Linked DNA regions of Ovis aries: region 2 is linked to region 1. The links are chromatin contacts, called in public Hi-C maps. All regions are on one chromosome and are shown on one strand. Each heading gives the region's core, a stretch centred on a gene start, on an enhancer-like site or on the middle of the called end of the contact. The rest is flanking DNA. Distances are from core to core; before and after follow the strand shown.

The links. Hi-C and Micro-C count contacts between places; a contact is called where the count stands out from the background.
Region 2: a contact with region 1 is called in a Hi-C map of tail adipose tissue, with 14 times the contacts expected there. The contact joins two enhancer-like sites. A contact is called at or near these places in 8 of 16 Hi-C or Micro-C datasets (blood, hypothalamus, mesenteric adipose tissue and 4 more).

Annotation. Positions count from the first base shown.
Region 1 is chrX:18,973,030-18,978,280 of ARS-UI_Ramb_v3.0, reverse strand. No RefSeq gene overlaps it. Among named protein-coding and RNA genes, the nearest start is that of TRNAW-CCA, 92 kb to the right of the region's middle. Within about 2 kb of position 2,965, at least 5 of the 54 cell types and tissues checked have an H3K27ac peak or open chromatin away from gene starts, as enhancers often do.
Region 2 is chrX:20,060,751-20,066,175 of ARS-UI_Ramb_v3.0, reverse strand. The region is part of intron 4 of SMPX (small muscle protein X-linked); the gene reads left to right. Among named protein-coding and RNA genes, the nearest start is that of SMPX, 33 kb to the left of the region's middle. Within about 2 kb of position 1,910, at least 6 of the 54 cell types and tissues checked have an H3K27ac peak or open chromatin away from gene starts, as enhancers often do.

The DNA.
Region 1 (5,251 bases), core at 1,716-4,215:
CAATCCAGCCCTTCCTTGCTCCTCCTTGTGAAAGTCGCTCAGCCATGTCCAACTCTTTGCAACCTCACAGACTGTAGCTCACCAGGCTCCTCTGTCCATGGGGAATTCTCCAGTCAAGAATACTGGAGTAGGTTGCAATGCCCTCCTCCAGGGGATCTTCTCAACCCAGGGATGGAACCGAGGTCTCCCGCATTGCAGGCGAATTCTTTACCATCTGAGCCACCAGGGAAGCCTTCCTTAAATTTCTTCATTCAAGATTATATAACTCTAAAGTTTATAAGTTTAAACCTAACCAAGAGATCTATATATTACATAGTTTTGAGGGGTTAAATAACTCTCTAAATAATTTTATCAGTTGGGCATTTTAGTAGTAATGACAAATATTAATACGGTTGATGGTTCTTTATGTGCCCAGCCATCTGGTTAACCCATTATTTCCAATTATAATCTTAAGAGATTCTTTTGCAGTTTAAAAACCAAAAACCTGTGGGTATGTTCACTGGCACTTCCAGAGCACCTATTCCTATGTGCCACAAGCTTTATAGGCTTTAGATACCAAACACACAGAGGAATGCAAAGTGGCTCAGTTAGATTATAATAGTGAGGTCTGGGAGAGAGGGCTCTAGGCTGGCCCAAGCAGGTAAGGGAGACTAAAATCCATCTTATTCTCTTTCTTGTGTGTCCCAAATTAGTGTTGTATCCACTTGCATAATTTTCCTCAAACTTTCCTTCCAACATTTTTCATCCTCTCATCACTTTGCCCCTTCCCAGAAAAAGAAGAAAAAGATCAGAGTCCAGGTGGTTAAACAACCTGTTCAAGGGCACATAACTAAGGTAGATTCAGGGTGCAAACCAAAGTTTTTTTTTTCTTTTCCTTGCCATCACAGTGCTTTTCTAGTATTCCCTGGACTGAAATGCCCCAGGGTCGATTGCAATTAAAACACTAAAGAAATGATTGCTAAGTAATGAGCTATTTTCATAAATAAGAAATATAGAGTACTTCAGAAAGTTTGAAATATTATAATATCCTGCAAAATGCTTGATTTATTCATGAATGCTGCTATATTCTCCATGAGGAGTCAAATTAACAATGTCATCTACGTGTGTTCTTGGAAGAAGAAAAACTTGTTAGAATGGAAAGAATTCTGAGATCATCTAATCATGGGCTCCCAGACCTGAGGCCCAGAGAAGTTAAGTAACTAACTAAAAGAGGCTCAGCTAGCTAGTTAGCCCTCTGCTCTGGTTAGATCCAGGGTTTCCCAGCTTTGCCATCCATCCCACCAAACTGCTTCTTTTCATTCAAACTGCCCCCTTGGACAATTGTAGATGGTCACAGTTTTTAGCACTGATGCAAATTTTGATCAATTCCACTGCCTCATATTTATAACCATTCTCAGAAACGTTTATCCCACAGGCATCTAAGATAGTGCTGTAATAACAGGATTTTTTCAAATGTCTTTTCTCAGAAAGAAATAACCAGCCAGAGCTCCAGGCTTCTGCTTCATGGTTATATAATACTTGTCTGGGATTGCAAATCACTTGCAAAAGGACAAGGCCTGGGGGAGGCGAGGGTGGGTGTGAATCTTTTGTGGTTTCTTGAGTAACGTGAGACGATCTGTCATTTGAGAGAGGCCGGAGCCTGTGCTCTCACGTCCCTACGCGATCGGGCTCTTTTCTATCATCTTTGGAAACAGTTTCTGAGGCTGTCACTGAATCGGGGTGGAATACAACAGTTGCAGACAGAGCTGTTTTTCTCTCTTCCCTTCCACCCAAGTAAGAGAACAGGCTAATAATAAACCAAAGTTCTAGAACTTGCTTTTGAACTGAAAATACCTCCGAAGAAAACCTGTTTCTTCCATCCTGCAAATGGGAGGAGACGCGATCAGCCAGAGCAGGGAACTGGCGTATTTTCTGTGAAAGTCCGCCCTCTAGTGATGTATTTCGGTAACGACTGGCTCTCGGGAGAAGTAAACAAAATTACCATACCAAAAAGAATTTTTTATGCGGGAGGGAGATCTATAGCGAACTCATTAATGTTCAACTTTACAGTCCTAAGTCAGCGGTTATGGAGGATCCACTGAGAGATTTGCACAAGGGAAATTCAAAACACTTCTGTTACTTGGGGAGTTTTCCAAATACCTTGTTGCCGGGTGTATTTATAGAGAAGTGAAAATACTGCAACTCCGAAGGGGCAACAGTGGAAAGATTTTGGTTATTTGCATTAAACCCTCAGCGAAATAGTCGGAAGCAGTGTGAGGTCGCTTCAGATGGGCAGATGGACAAGAATACCAGAGCAAGTAGAAATACTTTTTACAAAATGTTTTGACTAAAAACGAATGAAGATTTTTTTTTTTTAAACACAGTACAATCAGCTGTGCCTACAGTGGCAAATCCTCCACTGATGACTCTTGTCTTTCTACTCTTTTGCCTCCTTGTAAAAGCCCTGCAAGCTGCTGCTTATCTTTACTTCAGTATTTAGATTGAAAGGGCAGTGAGAGAAAGCCTTTATTAAGCATTCCACTCAGCCATATTCCATTCCGCGGTTCCTGCTTACATTTGATAAGGAACAAACTCCAATGATCTACGGTTAGCTGCTAGTAGCGAGGGAATTTCCCCTTCATAATTCCCTTCCCTGCTTCTCCTTTTTCACTCTCCTCACCCTCCCCCACCTAATTCAGACCCCCTAAACTGCCTCCATTATTCATCCCAGTCATTCCTCACCAGGCCATGCACAGGCATCCACGTTTATTTCCTTAAAGATTCTCAGTTTAACCTCTTGGTGCCTGAGTCTAGCACTCACTGGGACTGAGCACAAGTTTTCCAGTACCCACTCTTGGGCCGATTGAACGGGAGCCCATCAACAAACAGACTACGTTACATAAGCCAAGATTCAGGCTAGCTATGATCACACCGCCACAGTTTCACCCACGTGCTTGGAGACTCTCCACCAGCCCCTGGTGAGAAGCAAACCCAGACGTCTGTAGCTGTGTGTACATTTTGTGCCAGGCAGCAAGCACAGGGGTATAGAATAGACTCTACATTGTGTATTCTGAAAGGGAACTACTTAGCAGAATTCATGTTGCCCCAAGGGGAATACAGAAGCATGCTTTCCTCCTTTGAAATTCCTTCAGCTCTTTATTAAGAATAGCAGTGTGCTGGGGGTGGCTTTAGCTCATTTGCATTACTACCTGGTCAGCATGGGTTTGGTGACTAGGGTGAACAGAGCAGCGGTGATTCCTTCTTCCTGATCCTTGCCTGAGCTTTCTCAGTTGGATGCTTTGTAAGAAGAAGAGGGCATCGCGAGAAATTGAATTCCCTCTGTGATAACCTGAACCATAGCTGCTCAGGTTCCAAACCCCATTTAAAGAAGTCTAAATCTCAGATGGAGATTCGCTTTGAGAAACGAGTAGGCAAGTAAAACCTCTCTCCACTTGGACAGAGATTGTCATTAGAAAAAGGAGACTGGAATTGTAGTCATTTTTCATCTGCGTGATTTCAGTTGATCCTAAATAGGTCGTTGCACTTCGCCTCTGCTCCTCTGTTCAGCTGATGCTCATTCAGATATGGGCAGATGACAGCAATGATTGAGCATTGCTTTTAAGTGGAAATAATATTTTTCTACCAAGATACCATACACACATTTAGTATGCAAGAAAACTCCCTTCTAACATTTTTCAGATCAAATTTATATTATATGGATATTCTCTCATTGTTATAGATTTAACTTTACATTGTAGAAGGGAGATCATTCGAATTCTAACAGGGAGAGCAAAGAAGGAGGAGATGGAGAATAGAAAATGGAAAGGGGGAGAAAAGAAAAGAGGAAAAAAGACAAGTAGAAAGTGAAAGGGTCTAGGAATATTTAAAGGTATGAAAGAGAGCAAGTCCCACTCTAAGAGTGAGGGTCAGTTCATTGTTGCTAATTTGGGAAAACTAATGGCTTTTGAAAGCTCATCAGACTCTAAGGTTAGAGGTATCCCAGCTATACACAGCCCCCTCCCCACTGAGAATCATTACTGACAATAATGTAATAATAATACTGAGAGTGATATAGTGGGAAATGTCACTGATATGAGAAGTTATACATGAGAATCACATGGAGAAAGAATAGGCTGAGGACCTGGAAATAAGGGAAAAAGAAATGAACTCCTTCACTGCAAATGAAAGACACCAAAAACACATTTGAAAATAAGCTATAGAAACTCTCAAAGAGGAAAGTAAACCCGGAAATTAAGTCAGTGAATACCTACAATACCCCCATTCCAAACAATATAGGAAAACAACAACTCCTTGTTAATAAGTGAAGAGGAGTGTGTCATTCTCAGGGACAATTGGTCCCTATGTGGCAGTCACTTTGCAGAGAGCTGGAGTCTACATTTTTCTCATGACTGTCAGAGATTCTTATTATGTAAATGTGGGTGGGTAGCAACTAGTTTTGGGTTCAGTGAGGATATTTTCAGCATTTTTGGATTAATAATTTCTAAATTCTTCAGCAAAGGCTTTCCAAAACCTTAAGTCTGAATTGTCTTCAATTACAAAGTTCTGAACTTCTTTATGAGTTGCCTTCCTTCTAGCTTTGGTTGTTGATGATGGTGGTGGTGGTGCAGGTGGTATTTTGTGACAACGATGAAGTTGTACAAATAAGACGATGAGGTTATACAAATAAAGGAGACAAAAGGGATAGGTCTTTTACACTGCAGTTTTACACTGCAGAAGAATTGATTCTTATGAAGGGTTTTGCTGCCATCTAGTGGCTATTATGTAGAACTGCCTTATTCTGATATAAAATTCATTGAACTAAATTTCTTTTAATGCACCTACACTATGCCGAAAGTTAGTCGTTTAAAACACTAATACTACATGGGAAAATTATTTGGAAAAGAACGAATATATGCACTTGTATAGCTGAACCACTTTGTTGTACACATGAAACTAACACAACATTATAAATCAACTGTACCTCAATATAAAATAAAAATTAATAAAAATGAAAACGTTTTAATAAAAGTAGATTTTTAAAAAATACTCATACTAATGTTTTTAAAATACTGCTAATGATGATTTACCCTGCCACTGATATGTTCCTAGTATACTAGAAGAATCAGCTAGTTTGATGTAAACTAAACCAAGAATAATACAGTCAGAAACAGCTGAGCAACTGGGCACACACACACGATGCTGACTACATGTCAGACAGCCACCTAAGTGCTTTACATGTTTTAAGTCACCTAATAGTCTCAATAACCCTTTA
Region 2 (5,425 bases), core at 661-3,160, 1.1 Mb before region 1:
ACTGGTGAAAGCAGATCTGAGCCCCGAGAAGGGCACATCTGCTCTGGCCAGCTCGCTAGAAGGCAGAGGTGACTCAGGACCCAATTTTGTAGACCCTTGTAATCTGGCATGTAGATTTCCTTGGGCTAAAGGACAGTTACCACTGGCACTTGCCCTGCTCTCAGTGCAATAGAACTCATTACTCTATCTCCAGTGGTTCTGAGGATAGAGGGCAGCATCTAGAGATAGTCTGATTGGTCACAACTTCAGAGAGGTATGGGGTGCCACTGTCATCTAGTGGGGACATGCCAGGGATGTTGGTCAATGTCCGACAATGCTCAGGACAGTCCCGCTCCCCAACAAAGTATTATCCAATCTTCAACGTTAGTTGCGCTGAGTGTAAGTAACCCTGATTGATCTACTTCGAAGACTGACGTTAGGACCATCTTGCAAACATTCTTTCCCAAGAAGTCAATGCAATGCATTTTACAGAAATGAAAACATTAATAAAAAGAGAATAGTAATTAATGGCCCAATATTTATAATCAACTCACATTAATCAGAGACTTAGGAATCGAGCACTCTTAAATATGATTCTTTTGTTAACTGATAAACTAAGCATATTTATGGTATACATGGCATACCTGAATTACAGTATTTGGCCTTAAACAAGACCATTTTTGACAGGTTACTTTTTCCTCTCAGATGTATCAGAAAGCAGTAGGTTATCTCAGCAGCTCATCAAGTCTTTTAAAATATGAATGTTAGGCATGAAGCATTAACATCCATGTTAATGGATCAGCACTAACATCCATGTCATCATTTTTACTGTCATCATTACATTTATTATATACTCGTGATATGCCTGACATATGTACTTCACATACATTATTTCATTTACTCCTTGTGCTGACTATACAGACTATATGCTGTGATGCCCGTTTCATTTATGTTGGGGGAAGAAGGCTGTGATAGTTTGTGTAACTTGACTAAAGTCATACAGCTTGTAAGTCACAGAGGTCAGATATCACACTCCATAGCCAGTTCTTTTAATCACTAGCACCCACTGCATTCTTTAAAAATGTTCTTTTAGTTATAGTCTTCTGGGTTTTGCCAATATTTCACTGTGTTAGGTTGCAGGAAAAACCAGCAAAGGCTTAAAAAGGCTGCAGAAACTGTCATCTACACAAAGAGGTGACATCACAACTTTGACATGTTGGTTTATTTATTCATTCATTTGTTTGCTTGTTCATCCATCCATTCATGCATGAATTCACTCAGTCAACAAGCATTTATTGAGCATAAAGCCTGCACCAGGCGCTGAGGATACCAGCTTTGGGGATTCAAATACGGATCAGGGAGTCTAGCCGGGGTCAGGTGAATGGGCAGAATATTGCCTGGAAGCATGAATCATTTGCTCTCTTTAAGGGTCATGGAAAACAGGAAGGGTTCCTTACTGTCTATAAATATCAGAGCAAGAATGAGAGAAAGGCCAAGGAGGTGAAAGGAAAGGAAGGAAGGAGGGGAGGAGGACGGAGAGGGGCAGTAGGGGCCGTGCCTGGGAGGCCGTGGCCCTGGCCTGCTGCTGACAAAGCTGCGGCCGGTCCGAGGAAGGCCAGGCCTCTGCAGAGCCCGCCTTTGCTCCTGGGCTGAGCAAGGGCTTGGCAGGCATCTGTGTGTCATCAAGAGGCAGTCTCCTACCCATGAGGCCTTTTCTCTCTATTCCTTCTCACGCTGTGTGCAGCCCACGCAGAAAACTGGGGAAGTGAATTCCGGGCTGTCTCATCAGGCTTGGCTGCATCGTGACAACGCTGCTCGCTTTAACTCCCCCGACACATCGTGGCATTTGAGAAGGAGAAGGAGTCACGACGAGACCCGCACATTTAACTTGTGCTTAGCGCCACCTCTCCCTGCCCGGGGACCGATCAGTCCACACCCTCCGGTTTAGGGCTTTATGTGTAGGGCGAGGTGGTGGCTGCTTTAATCCCAGGCAGGACAGTCAATTGGCTTCTCACCGAGGGACATTTCTATTAAGCTGCAGACAGACTGGAGTCGCTTTTGACCAGGCAGGTGGCACAAAGGCAGCTCAGAACAATTTCATCTTGACTGCTGGGAAAACAGCAGAAAGCAAACTTGTCTTATCACCCAGAAGTCACTGGAAGCCTCTAGAAAGGACAGTGGCACTTCTTTCCACTCCAGAAGACCTGCCCTGAAGTGTCAGAGGCACAACTGAATTCCTGAACACATAATATACATTTTTCTGCCTTGCTTTTGCCTGACCCCTGATTTTAGATACAAATGATAGGAATCATGGCTGCCCTTTCGTTCCGGAGGCAACGGATCCTGAAACCTTACCAAACAGGGTTATTCAATTCTGCATGTTCAAACATCCATTTATTCAGAGTAGATTGAAGTTGATTTTCATTTCTGAATCATCTATATATGGGCTACCTGGAATTTACTTTAGCCAAATTAACCTTTTTCTTCATAAAGCAAGTTAGTACCATGAGCTGGATTTGAATGGGAGGGAAGGATTAAAGAACTGGAATGAATTCACTCCTTTAGTAAGTGAACATCTGGGCATCTACTATATGCCAGGCACTATGACACTAATGGTAGGTGATACAAGACAATGTCCCCTGAGGGACTCCCAGTCTAGTTGGGTACAATGTAAAAGTGGACTTTAGCACATAATGGCTGCAGCAGGAAGAAAAAAACGAGTTGTGGCCTTTGAATACAAGTGACAGAGATTCCAGACAGGATGTTAGAAAACAGATATTCTATTGAAAGAGGGTTGAAGAGCAGATGCTTTAGAGGTGCTGCAGGCACAGGTTCATGCCTTGGCTTTGCTATTCTCTTGGTCTGTGACTTGGCTCATCACGGTTTCTTTTTCTGAAAAATGAGAGTAATACCTATCTCATGGGGGCAAGTTTTCTCACCACCCTAAAGGTCACTGAGCAATGTTTGGAGACTTTATGGATGTCACAATACAGGGTGGGTACCATTGCCATCTAGTGGGTGGGGACCAGGGATGCCACCAAACATCCCCCCACAAGAAACTTCAGGAGTGTCGAGGCTGAGAGACACCAAGTCACACATATAGTGTGTACACAGTAGCAGCTATTATTATGATAGTGTGCTACCACGAGAAGGAATTTAATTTAAGACATTGAGCACTGGACGTGCTAGATAGAGTGGGACACATTTGCGCTTCACTTCCCGCTGTGTCACGTAGTAAGTCTGTGACCTTGGGCAAGTTCCTGACCATTCCAAGCCATGTCTATAAATAGGAATGATTATCTCAATCATGAGAGGCAAATAGAAAGAGAGTGAGTTGACTCAGATGGGGCACCCGGCACAAATCAGCATCCAGAAAGCGTCATTCCCTTTTTAGTCCCCACAAATTGCCCATGCCCTTTGCTCCCCCTCCCTTTCTTCCAAGGCCAAGTGTCAGTTGGTTGGTTTTTACATGAAATACTCTCTAAAGAGGAGTTCTGCATATTTTACCAGGGAATATGAAAAAGCTCACTGAAAAAGAAACCCCAGTAATTGTGACTAATCTGAGCTCACCGAGGCCCTTGTAAGCCCCTGGGAGGACTTGTGTCTCTGACCTCCTGAGATGATCTCTAATCTGCAAGTACCATGTTTCTCCAGAAGGAGGCACTGCAGTCCCATTTTTCAAAACCTGCAGCAGCTGCTGTTTCCAAAGCCAATAAAATTACACACATTTCACTTGAGCACTTTCATTTGATCTTTGGAGACTTCAAGGGATTTCCACACCTTCCTTGGCCACTTTTAACTACTAAATATGTCCAGTTTGCATTTCCGATCTTTCTCTGAAGAAAATCAGTTTAAGAAATATTTAGAGTCAAGCCGCCATTCTCTTACTATCAAGGGAAAGGGAAACAATGCATTTCAGACACCATTTTACTGAGCATTTTGAATGGGCTTAATGGCTAAAAACAGAGGCATCTCATATTTTTAGTAATCTTTTGTACACAGACTGTATACTAGTGAAGTCTGGTCCAGAAACTAAAACAAGATCCATGTTGATCTAAACATCCAGAAGCGGCCCTGTGTCTTCTCTAAGACATCCTCTCCTGGCTTATGCCCCATTCACATCCAGTCCCCTCCTCTTAGTATTCTCCAGGGGCGTTTTCTCCCTCTTTCTGATGAAACTAAATTTGATAACTGAATCATTTCTGCTTTGCAACAAGAGTGAAACAGGTAGGCAGTCAGTACCAAATACAACCGCCACATAACATGGCAGTTTGGAGACTCTATGAAATGGCTACTTTAGGGGGTGTCAAGAACCAGGCAATGAGGAAATAAAGGCTCATTTGGAGTTTTATGGCAAGTTTTAAATCCCATCTTTTAACTGGAAGCTACTTGCAGTAGTAATATTAACAAGTTCTTGCACTTGATTTTAAAAAGTCCAGCCTACTTCTGTGTTTACTCTCTTCTGAGGCTCACAACAGTTCCATGAGACAGGCAGGGCAGGAGTTGAATTTGCAGTTCACTCTTACGTGACTTCCAGCTTCACTCAGGGTAGAAGACTGTGGGATGTGTATCATCAAGAGAGTTTGTTTTAAGACTAATTTTTGATTAAGTATAGTTAAGTTCATCTGTATCAATAGATATAAGTGGGTAACTTAATCCTAGCTCTCTTTCTCTGTCAGTGAGAAAAGTTCTGGGTATAGGCAGAACCATCATGTGTCCTGATTTGGTCCATTGCATAGGTTGAGATAGCACTTTTCATTTCAAATATATCAAAAAGGTAGGACCACCATTCAGGGTGCAGCAGGTGCTGAGGGTGGGTGGGGTTAGTTACAACCCATGCAATGGGCCAGAACAGGACAGATGATGGCTCTGCCTATACCCAGAGGGACTTTTCTCACAGAGAAAGAGAGCTAGGATTAAGTTACCCACTTATATCTATAGATATATTTCAAAGGAAAAGTACTATCTCAATTTCCACTTCTGCTCACTGTTTTCTTGCTGCCTAACTCAAAAAAATACTGTATCATTTCCATGTATGTATATATATATATATATATGTATATATATATATACACACACACACACAATGCACACACACGTATTTGATTCTGGAATTTGAAAATCAGGTTGGGATGTCTTAATTTAAGAAAGACCAGGTGGCAGATAAATGGACCCGGGGAAAACTTCTCTTTAAGATACTCCCAGATCATCACCCTGAAGGTCAACTCTTCTGGAAAGCTCTCCATTGTCAGCAACAGCCAAGAAATGGCCTCCCAGATTCCTTACAGGATTCTATACAACATTCACTGCTGGTTATCTGTCAGGGGACAGACAGCCTGGGAGTCATTCTGAGCCAAATCCAATCCAATTAAGGGCCAATTATAGAGCTGCTTCCATTGCCAGGACTAGGCTCCACCACCAACTGAGCTGGTCTTAGAGCCCCTGG